Regions from separate parts of the Mus musculus genome. Here all the other regions are linked to region 2. The links are chromatin contacts, called in public Hi-C maps. All regions are on one chromosome and are shown on one strand. Each heading gives the region's core, a stretch centred on a gene start, on an enhancer-like site or on the middle of the called end of the contact. The rest is flanking DNA. Distances are from core to core; before and after follow the strand shown. Region 1 holds the start of Zfp105 (zinc finger protein 105). Region 2 has its middle 17 kb from the start of Gm35454. Region 3 has its middle 23 kb from the start of Pomgnt2.

Region 1 (3,827 bases), core at 152-2,651, 500 kb before region 2:
AGAGATCTGCCTGCCTCTGCCTCCCAAGTGCTGAGGTGTACTACTACTGCCCAGCTAGACGGATTTTTAAAAAGGGGATCTTAGAGAGATTCACTACCAAGGAGAAAAGAATGATTATTTCAGAGAGTATAACTACAAGTACTTTTGAGGTTCTTTTTGTCTGTTTCATTTTTGTAGTTCCCACATCTTCCAAATATTTGATAAGACTAAATTTTGGTTGTAAAACAAAATTACTCATGTTGACCTTGTTTATCCTTATTTTTAATTGTTGCACAAATACTCTATAATTGTCAATAAACACATAAAACTGACCTATACATACTTTCGCATAAACATATACATACACAAATTGGGTGATACCCTACCCAGTCCCCAGTGTGTGCACCTTCAGGCTGCACTTGCACAGGGTTCACCCTTCTGGACTGGTGGTTTTGCTTGTTTCTACCGTGCTGGGAATCCATACAAAGGCCTAATGTATACTAGACAAATGCTCTACCACTGAGCCACAACCAGTTCTTGACTCAATGAGTGTTTTACAAGTCTTGTCTTTCAATATACGCTAGCTACAGAACACACACACACACACACACAATTCTGACACACAATTCAAAAAGATTTTAAATTTACAATCTTTTCTTTAGCAAACGTGGGCTTTATTGCTTATTTTAGTAATAGTTTCCTGTACGAAGAATTCCTTTGACCAGCTGCATTACTCCTTTAGAAGGAACTGCGTGATCACTAGCTTAAGGGTTTATATTTATTGCCAAACGGCTTTCTAAAACAGCATCTAAAGCCAGGCACACGACTACTAATTAACGGGACTTCTTTATTTCAGATAAGCCGACAGGGGTTTTGTTTTATTTTAAATAAAGCCAAACAATCTATTTTAGCTGTATATAAGGAGTTTGAGGTTTGTGCTTCTATCCCTCTTTGGTTCTTTTACTAGAAACCGGTGCTAATGTTTACTAAATTGCCTTATTCTGCTGCTGCTTCAGGGTACTCATATTCATTTTCCAACATCATCTTCACTGTGCAAACTTAAATTCCTAAGTAATGCCACGCTTTTCACCACGGCCTCAAAGAGTAATTCTGGCGGGTTATTCTGGCAGGAGAGCCTCTGAGACTCGTCTCACCACGTGCCTGAGTCTCCTGGCCAGACTGTCGGGCCCCTGGCCCCAGCAGGCCCGAGACATCTGCACAGGCCGCCCTCCTCCATCCCGACCAGCAGGCTCGCCGCCCGGCCCGGACACCCCGAGCTACCTCCCGGCCCCGCGATGGTCGGTGGAGAACAGTCCCGCGCCCCTCGCCGCCCGCTGCGACCGGCTCGCCACGAAGGCCCAACCGGGCCGGTGCCGCTTCGCGGATGAGACTCCAGAGTCTCTCGGCAGCAACGGGGCTGAGAACAATGACCGGACAGGAAGTGCCTTGCGCCGGGCTTCCGGCTCCCCAGGCAGGCCGGCCTCTCTAGGAATCGACGGGGGTCGTACACCTCGGTGCCCAGGGCGGGCAGGGCTTTAGCCCGCCAGGCAGCGGCACTCTCCCAAGCCGAGCCCCTACCTACCAGAGCTGACGATCTTAGAAAATTCCCTCAGCATTTTTATCTTCAAAATATCAAATGGTACAGAAAGGTTGATGGATGGTACAGAGGATACCCCTATCCTTCATCTCGACAATATTTGCCTTAATTCTCATATATAATTAAGGTCAATTTTGGAAATTATAAACAGTAAAACTCTTTATTCCAAGTACACCACCATCATTGCCAATAAGAAAAATTAACAACTATTCATATTCAGATGTACTTAACTGTCTCAAAAGATTTCAAAACCGTTAGAAGTGGTGGTGCACACCAGCACACAGAGCCATACCATAATCTTGTGGATCTCTGTGCACTGGAGGTTGGCCTGATCTACATAGTGAGTTCCAGCTTAGCCAGGGCTACATAGAGAGACCGGGTCCTCAAAACAAAAATCAAACCTAACAATAACAAAACTCACAAACATTTCAGGCAGAGATGCCCCCCAAATGAGTTTCACAATACTCCAGTTACCGCTCTTTGGTTTTGTGTGTTTGAAATGATAAACCCAGAGGAAGGCAGCGCCCTTTACTCGGGTTCCTCATTGGGTAAATCTTAAATGATTACACAGTATCATGCCAAGGACTGGTGGCTCACATCTGTGATCCCAGCTCTCAAGAGGCTGGGGCTGGGGCACTAAGAGTTTGAGGCCATAAATGACATCACATAGTATAGGGGAGATCCAGACTCCAAACCCATGTCTTCTGAGCCTAAATCCAGTGCTCTTCACAGGTTGTTCTCAGGCAGCAGAACTGGATCACAACTCTGGATTACACTATTATATAGGTTTTCTGTAGCACCTACACCATGTTAAGAAAATGTATGATGTACATGTTTAGAAACAATGACCAGTTTTTAAATTAAAAAACTTATTTTGCTATCATTTACAACCTCACCATTACCCTTTATGAGACAAACTCAGTTTCTTCAGTCTTAAAGTGCTCCAGAGCCTCTTTCCAGAGTCACAATAAATGATTTGGTACAAACTATCTTTTAATTAGAATTGAGATTGTTTTTCTAGACTTTAGAAACCTAGGTGAAGTTTCTTCAACTTGTCTGTCAGAGCGGTCATGAGTTTTCCCTATTAAGACCTAGGGGGTCATATTCAACAGTTACTTCACTGTGATTGTGTGCTGTTTCACATATGACTGTATTTTTCTTTTTTACTGTTCTGGGTTCAAATCCAGTGTCTTAGTTAGGACATTTCTGCTGTGAACAGATATCATGACCAAGGCAACTCTTATAAGGACAACATTTAATTGGGGCTGACTTACAGGTTCAGAGGTTCAGTCCATTATCATTAAGGCAGGGACATGGCAGCATCCATGCAGGCATGGTACAGGAGGAGCTGAGAGTTCTACATCTTCTGAAGGCTGCTAACAGAATACTGGATTCCAGGCAGCTAGGATGAGGGTCTTATAACCCACACCCTCAGTGACACACCTATTCCAACAGGGCCACACCTTCTAATAGTGCCGGGCATATTCAGACCATCACACCCAGGATCTCGTGTATGCTGGTAAGCACTCTTATACTAATGCATATGCCTAGCCCTACCTAGATTTCCCGAATCTCTGTTTGGGACTCAATGGACTCATATTTGCAGCCCAAATAATTCTCCCACAGTATGAACTTTTGTTATTGATGAAGTCTTGAAGTCCATAAGAATTCCTTTGTGAACCCCACACACTCATGGTAATTTTCATCTGTGTGAACTTTCTGTTGTACAGTGATGTTTTATTTTTTGCCTAAAAACTTTATTACAATCATTACACCCATAGGATTTCTCCCCTGTGTGAATTCTATGCTGGCCAATTACATTTCTCTTGGAGGCAAAAGATTTGCTGCGTTTCTCACACTCATAAGGTTTTTCCTCAGTGTGTATTCTCTGCTGTACCACCAAATTCTCATTCTGGCTAAAATCTCTTTGACACTTTCCACATTTATAAGTTTATTTCCTCCAGTGTGAATTCGTTGATGGACCGACCATAAGATTTCTGCTAGGGGTAAGGATTTTTCTGCATATATGACATTCATAAGATTTTTTTTCCCCACACTGTGAATTCGTTGATGTTCAGTAAGGTTTCTGTGTGGGTAAAGCCTTTCCACACTCACTGCACTCACAGGCGTCTTACCACTGTGGATTGCTTTATGCTCAGTGAGGTTCCTGACTGAACTGAAAGCTCTCCTATACTCACTACATTCAAAGGGCTTTTCTCCAGTGTGGACTCTACAGTACGAGCAGGCTTGA
Region 2 (3,671 bases), core at 1,002-3,501:
TTTTCTGCTTGTATATTACACTTTATTTAAATGTTTCATTTTTAGTTTTCATTACATGTATATGTATGAACAGGTACACAAGGATGCAGTGCCTGAGGAGGCCAGAAGAGGGCGTTGGATTCCGGAGAGCTGGAGTTGCAGGCAGGTGTAGACTGCTCATCTTGGGCACTGGAACCCCACTTGGGTCCTCTGCAGGAGTCAACTCCCCGGCTCTGATATTAAGCTTTAGCAAGCTCATTCTTGAGACTGGGGTGTGACTCGCCTACTTGCCTGGCATATACAGAGCCCGAGTGTCATTTCTCTAGAAATGAAAAATTAAGATACTAAGTCTGTTTTCCTTTCACCTGCCATCCACACAGTTAACCCTCCTTCAGATCTGCCCGTGCCTCAGTGTGCTGCAAGAGTCAAATGGGCCGATTGCCTTGAGAACAATCTCTAAGCCACCGCCGCCGAGAGTCAGGAGAGGACAGCCATCACCATGGAACCGTCAGCCGCATCCACCCACCCACACCATCCGAACTGGGGCTGGCAAAGGCAGTGTGACAACATCCCGAGAAGATTCTGGAAGAAGGTGTTTCCACTCCACACCAGCTGGGCCACTGAGACGATTATCCTCGTCCCAAGTCTATCTACTTACAAGGTAGGCACAATGACCTTCACTCCACCTGGTAAATGCCCACAAGATGCTAACTGAGCCTTCTGTCATAAACGCCAGATCTGTGAATACCGCCCCCAGCCCTGCATCTAGCCGATCCCAAGGCCTGTGCTCCGAGGGGCTGGGCTGGAGTCTGCTTGCCCACACTGGCGATTGTGTCCTGAAGCTGAGCAAGAAGTGGGGGAAAGCAGCAAGTGAGGGTCCTTCTGGGGCTCCAGTCTCTCCTTGTCTAGAGTCACAGACCCCCCTCTTTCTTCATTAAGGTGCTTTTCTTCCCAAAACCCCCAATGTGAAATCAAAAGCAACAGGTTCAAGAGAGCAGGTGCTAGAGTGAGGACAGAGGCAAGAGGCTGGTCCATGCTGGGAGCATCTTTTCCAGCTCTGGGTGGGGTGGGGATGTCGTGATACTGCCAGAGTCACAGAGACAGAGCTCAGTGTCCAGGATTTGTCTTTCTCAGTGTGAGTGAAGAGAGGCCGTGTGAGGAAACCAGGCTCAATCGCTTTTCCTCTCCCACCACCCAGTCCAGGTAACAGCAGAGTGCTTCACACAGCCTCAGAGAATGCATCATGCTTCCCTGAATGGCCACCCCAGCCAGCTCCTTTTCCTCTACCTGGATTCAGAAACAGGAGCTGCACCAACCTGGTGACGTGACGTCCGGGTGGGAAGGCGTGGGAGATAGAGCTCACAGTTTTCCCGGTCCTGATATATAGGCCACCCCACACCCCCACCCCATTCCCTGGTGACTCACTCCACCTCTCTGTTGCAGTCTGATGAACAACTTGAGCCATTAAGGAATGGAACAAATTACTAAATGGGAGACACAAAAGAAACCCAGGATAAATTATAAACGATGCTCTCTCTCTCTCTCTCTCCTCTCTCACTAAATCGTATCTTTACCTACTGAACTTGAAAAAGCAATAGACTACCATGGCAGAAGTACAGGGGTTTAAGAGGCCCTTTTCTGAGAACCCCAGGGAAGCCAGGGCACAGGAGCTAGGCTGCTTTCAGCAAGGTCTTGGAACTAATTCAGTGGCTTGAAGGTGGGTGCTGCAAAACATGCCTGACACCTGAAGGCTGAGTAGAACCTGCATTCAGATGCCACCTCTGTGAAGCACGACGGTGCATGTTATCTCTGTAGCTTGTAGCTACAGGTTAGTAGTTGCCGTGGTTATAGGCAGCAACACATAGCTGTGGAGTGTGTTGCCTTGGTGAGCCAGGTCACCTCTGTGGAACACATTACCTACCACTGAGCCACATCTATGTAGCTGTGACATTAGCCATCACACAGCCAAGGACACTAGGACCCTTGTTCCCCAGGCTAGAAGGAGACCTTGCCCTGATCTTGGCATTGATGGCTTCGTGCATGTATCTAAAACCTTGACCAATGGAAGGAGAAAGAAACATGGACCTTAGCTCAATGTTTGGAAGCTCTGACAGGGTGGGGAGCCAGGGAGCCTTGTCAGCATTAAGGAAATGGACGCAAGAAGAGGTCGCCCCCTGCTGGTCACAGCTGGGAAAGGCATATCAATAATCCTATTCCCGGCAGGGAGGGAGAGGGATTGCAGTGGTTATTGGGCAGGGCAGGCATCTGCTTGCTGCTTTGAGAGTCACCCGGCTGAGTCTGTGTGATCCTGCGTAATTCTTAAGCTACGGGTCAGGAAGTTTCAGACAAACAGCAGTGTTATTCTGGAACTGGGGGTGGGGAGGGGAGGAGGAAGGGAAGGATTTCCTAAGCAAAGTTTACAAATTGTGCAAATGTTCAGAAGTAGTGTCACCAATATCTTCCCTGCCTCCAAGGCACCAGCTGTGAGCCAAGACGAGAGCAGGGAGTGGAGAGGGGGAGGTGAGGGGCAGACTCTTACGTTATAGCAGCAAGTGACACTCCCAACAGAGTGGCCCTATGTGGGTGGGACCCATAGCCTCTACACCAAGCAAGGACCTTAATCTCATTTGACAGACGAGGAAATAGAGTCTCAGGGAGTGATCTGTCAAAGCAGGTTCTGAGTCAGGATTTTAACCATAGTCTAAGCACTATGCTTTATTCACATCACCTAGCTATCTCTGAGTCTGCGCCCATTGTATGTGAGGGGTGGGGGTCCTGGTGGCTCACTTGAAGCCAAAGTAGGCTTTCGTGATGCCCCCACAGTCTTGCTACACTGCCTTGGCTCCTCTGACGTTCAAATGGGGAGCAAGGTCAGATTTTTCCACATTCTCAGTATTCCGGCTCATCTTGTGCATTTGTATTCTGGGATTTGATCTCTCCTCACCCCTGCCTCTTGCTTAACTGTTCCCTAGATGAAATTTTAGTCTTAGCCAAAAGGGCACAGCTCCTAGTGAAGCCAGAAGTCAGAGCCTCCTCCCTTGCAGCCTCAGTGAGTTCCTTCACAGCCTTCACAGACAGCTTGCTGCCAACACCACCCTGGCCTGTCAGCAGAGCTCACTGGGACTCCACAAGCCACCCAAAGTGACACTGATCTTCACAGCTTTTCTGCATGCTCCCTTGTTCCCTTCCCTGCATGCATTAGAAAGTTAACAGGAGAACAAGAAGACTTAAGAAACCCCCCAGCCATCGTAATTAACATGCAGAATGCTTTTCTGGCAGTGCACAGGCTGTGGTAAATCGGGAAACTTCTTAGCACAACATATATTTAATCTGTGGCACTTGCTTTCACATGAAAGTCAATCAGATATTTTAAGGGAGCTAACGAGGACTCTCAGATTGAGCTACTAACAAACACAGGTGCAACAAACTCACCTGGATCTATTTTTCTAGGATTTTTAAAAAAAGATATGTCTCGCCCATGCCAAGCTGGTCTTGAACTCATGAAGTCAAGGATGACCTCGCATTTCCAATTCTGCATCCACCTCTGTCCCGGACACTGGGATTTCAGGTGTTCGCCACAACACCCAGGTTTCTGCAGCGCTGCAGGTGGAACCTAGGGCTTCGTGAACTCTAGCAACTGAACTACATCCCAGCCTTCCTGGAAATGTGTGCTAGGCACCAGGGAAGTGACC
Region 3 (3,532 bases), core at 126-2,625, 400 kb after region 2:
CCTCTGTATGAGCAGCCAGTGCCCTTAACCACTGAGCCGTCTTTCTAGGGCTTCTTATTGCTACTGCTGATTTTGTGGCTGCTGCTGCTGTCTGTGTCTTGTGGCCCCAGTAGATTACTGAGGTAGTCTGTACTTCCTGTAGTGAAGGCCACAGGAGATTCTGCTGGCTCCACTCAGCTGTCAGCTAATGAGACAGTGATTGCTTTGAGTGTGGTGAGCCCGCAGGTCCTTTATAGTTGTCCAGAGGCTCTGTGTGGCCTGAGGTGTGTCTTTTGCTTAAGCTTTCCCCTTTTGCTTGTGAAAAGTTTCATAGAAACATATGGCTTACACACATACACTCACTCACTTACTCACTCACTCACAGACACACTCATACTCACACACAAATACACACACTCACATTCACACTCTTATACACACTCATATACACATACACACATTCATTCACACACACACTCTTTCTCTCTCTCTCTCTTTCTTACACACACACAGACACACACACACACACACTCACATACAGAGGCATGGCACCTTTCTGCAAATCATGACTTTTTAGATCCCCAGATGATGTCAAAGCTTTTTCTTCATCATAAATTTTTGGCCAACCTTGTTTGTATCAATGTTTTCCCATGTAACTTTATAAATATTATTTCTAATAATGTTATTAGATTTTTATATTAAATTTTAATTTGTATGTGTTTTGCCCATGTGTATGTATGTGCGCTGCTGTCATGCCTGGTCCACGCACAGGTCAGGAGAGGACAATGGGTCCCCAGACCTTGAGTTGAGATGGTTATGAATCCCCATGGTGCTTTCTGACACTCGGAACCCAGTCAGGTTCCGCACCAACACAGATGTTGGCTCTCTGCTCTCAGCGTCTTCCTTCTATCGTGAGGGGCTTCCATCCACCTCTGTAACTCTGTTTAAAATAAAGGATATGCCAAAGTGTCTGCAAATGTGTTCTTATTTAAAACCAAGCAGAGATGACTTTGATGTGTTTGACGCTGACGGCTCAAAGTGAGCCTGCTTTGCTCTCTCTTTTGGTTGATGAGACAGATCCCCTTTCTCTTCCTCGCACTATACCGGCTCTTGCTGCAAGAAGGAATTCACACAAAACATCTCAACCTGGCTTTCTTCTGATACTCACGGAGGCATCGCAGGCTGACACTTGCCCTTCTCCTCTGTGATTCTAAGACCTGGGGTCAGTGAGTGACTGTGCATGGAGAAACACCTACAGATAGACTCGGGTGGGACCCATGGAGGTGTCATTTTAACAGTACAAAAGAGCCAAGGTTCTCTTCCTCAGTGCAGCCCTTCTCAGACCACACACAGCAGGAGAGCCAGATGCCGCACCTCTGCCAAGTCTCCACGCTGCTTGGCAAGGAGCGTGGCCAGCAGCCAATGGGGCAAGGGGCAGAGGGGAGAACATTCTGAGTCGGCTTTACAGAGTCACAGTTTCAACTTAGTCAAAAGTGGACTCTTTAATAATATAGAGCCTTTAAGCAGCCAAAGGCTTAAAGTCTAGCATAAAGCAGATTCTCACAGCTGGAAGGTAAATCCCCAGAAGACAGCCCTCACCATGGAAACGCTGACACAGCCTTCCAGTCCCTCTCGGGAATTAAACCCCTCATTTCAATGTTTTTCTTTATTTTGAGCTGGAATCACATACAAGTCTAGGAATGCAACTCGTTCTGATAGGAAACTAAATGCTGCCCCCTGTCAGGACCCAGAGGGAAGTGTCCTCTCACTACAATAGTGCACAGTCAGGTTTAGACAATCATGGACCCAGGAAAGAAAATCCTGCAAGGTTTTTCCCTGGGAAAAATGAAGAAGGGAAGGGAAAGGAAGGGAGAGGAGGGGGAGGGAGGGGAGGGAAAGAGAGGAGAAGGGGAAGGGGAAGAGAGAAAGGGAAGGGGAGGGGAGGGAAGAGAAAGGGGGAAGGAAGGGAGAGAAGGAAGGGGAGGAGAGGGAGAGAAAAAGAAGAAAAGGGAAGGGAAGGGAGGGGAGGGGAGGGGAGAGGAGAGAAGGAAAAGAAGAAGGGAACCGGAGGGGAAAAAAAGGAAGAAGAGGGGAGACATGATATTAAAAGAACAGCCACTGTGAGCAACTGGGGCTGAGTCCTTGGAGGAATTCTGGAAGCAGCGTAGGCTCCTTCCATAAAAACCCCACAAGAGGAGTTTCCAGAGTATGCTTTGCTGAGAAGCAGCCCAGAGAGTGAAACTCAGAACAGAGGTTAGAGGTTAGAGGTTAGAGGTTAGAGGTTAGAGGTTAGAGGTTAGAGGTTAGAGGTTAGAGGTTAGAGGGGAGGCTGGTAATGTCACCCAAAGGTCAGAGGACACAGCAACAGAAGGGCTCTGGGCAGGGAAGGGATCCAGCTGACTTTGCTGAGGTCGTCTTAAGCTCCTCTTGTCAAGCACCCAGCATCCCACAGCTCTTGCCTGGTATTGGTTCTTTCCCGACTTACCTTCGTGAATCTTAATACGCTGTTATTTGTGATGGAAGAGCATAGCATGTAAAAGAATCAGAAAGCTTATGTCCTAGTTTGCTTTCTGTGGCTGTTATAAAACACTGACCAAAATCAACTTGATTTTGGAAAGAAACTTGAAAAGGAGAGAAAAATGTTTATTCCATCTTACAATCCCAGCTAACGTGTCATCAGGAAGCCAGGCGCTCAGGGCAGGACCTGAAGCGGAGACCACAGGGGATGCTGTGTACTGACTTCCTCCATAAGCTCATGAAGATTTGAGCTCTCAGTGGCCTCCCCTAGCCCAAGGCTCTGAAATGGCCTATCACGACGATACCCCACTCTCTGATACCAATTTCTGTCCCAGTTTGCTTTTTGTTGCTGGGATAAAATATGGATAAAAAGTAAACAGGAGGGAAAAGGGTTTGTTTGCCTTACAGGTTATATCCAGTCCACCAGACCAGGGAAGAAATTGAAGCAGGGCCCATGGAGAAATGATTGCTTACTGGCTTGCTCTCTATGGATTTCTCGGCTGCTTTTCACACAGCCCAGACCTAACTGCATAGGGATGGCACTGCCCACTGTGCTGGACCCTCTCACCCCAACTAGCAATCAAGAAATTGCCCACAGACAAGCCAAAGGCACCTGCCTTTGATGGAGGCAATTCCTCAACAAAGTTCCTTCTTCCCAGGTGACTCTAGTTTGTGTCAAGTTGTCAAAAATTAACTAGTGCAACCTCAAATAAGCAGAAAGCCCGTGCAACCTCAAACAAGCAGAGAAGGAAGCAGAGTCCCAGAGGCACAACTCCTGTGCCTTTGGTCCTGTGTGTGCCATCCCTTTGTAAGGACTTCATGATCAGGGTCAACCTATGTTTCCTGAACGGCACTGTTCTGTGACTCCTCATTCTAAGTAGCAGGTTTTATAAACACACACACACACACACACACACACACACACACACACACACACTTTATCTAACAAAGGCCAAAGAATCTTGAATTATTTCCAAACCTTCTCTAGCATCTGTTGGACATTTACAGGGAGTGGCAGGCCATGACAGTAAGTAAA

The links. A called contact is a pair of places that touch in the nucleus more often than the background predicts.
Region 1: a Hi-C map of cerebral cortex shows a contact between it and region 2, with 4 times the contacts expected there. The contact joins the promoter of Zfp105 here to the enhancer-like site in region 2. A contact is called at or near these places in 1 of 39 promoter capture datasets (neural stem cells) and 1 of 484 Hi-C or Micro-C datasets (cerebral cortex).
Region 3: a Hi-C map of the N1E-115 cell line shows a contact between it and region 2, with 7 times the contacts expected there. The contact joins two enhancer-like sites. A contact is called at or near these places in 3 of 39 promoter capture datasets (the 3T3-L1 cell line, embryonic stem cells and pre-B cells) and 1 of 484 Hi-C or Micro-C datasets (the N1E-115 cell line).

Annotation. Positions count from the first base shown.
Region 1 is chr9:122,920,652-122,924,478 of GRCm38.p6, reverse strand. It overlaps Zfp105 (zinc finger protein 105), which reads right to left and starts at 1,401. Exons shown (of 4, transcript NM_009544.2): 1 at 1,261-1,401.
Region 2 is chr9:122,419,786-122,423,456 of GRCm38.p6, reverse strand. No RefSeq gene overlaps it. Among named protein-coding and RNA genes, the nearest start is that of Gm35454, 17 kb to the left of the region's middle. Within about 2 kb of position 2,251, at least 50 of the 459 cell types and tissues checked have an H3K27ac peak or open chromatin away from gene starts, as enhancers often do. A contact at or near this core is called in the N1E-115 cell line and cerebral cortex, where this site is marked.
Region 3 is chr9:122,017,059-122,020,590 of GRCm38.p6, reverse strand. No RefSeq gene overlaps it. Among named protein-coding and RNA genes, the nearest start is that of Pomgnt2, 23 kb to the right of the region's middle. Within about 2 kb of position 1,375, at least 83 of the 459 cell types and tissues checked have an H3K27ac peak or open chromatin away from gene starts, as enhancers often do. A contact at or near this core is called in the N1E-115 cell line, where this site is marked.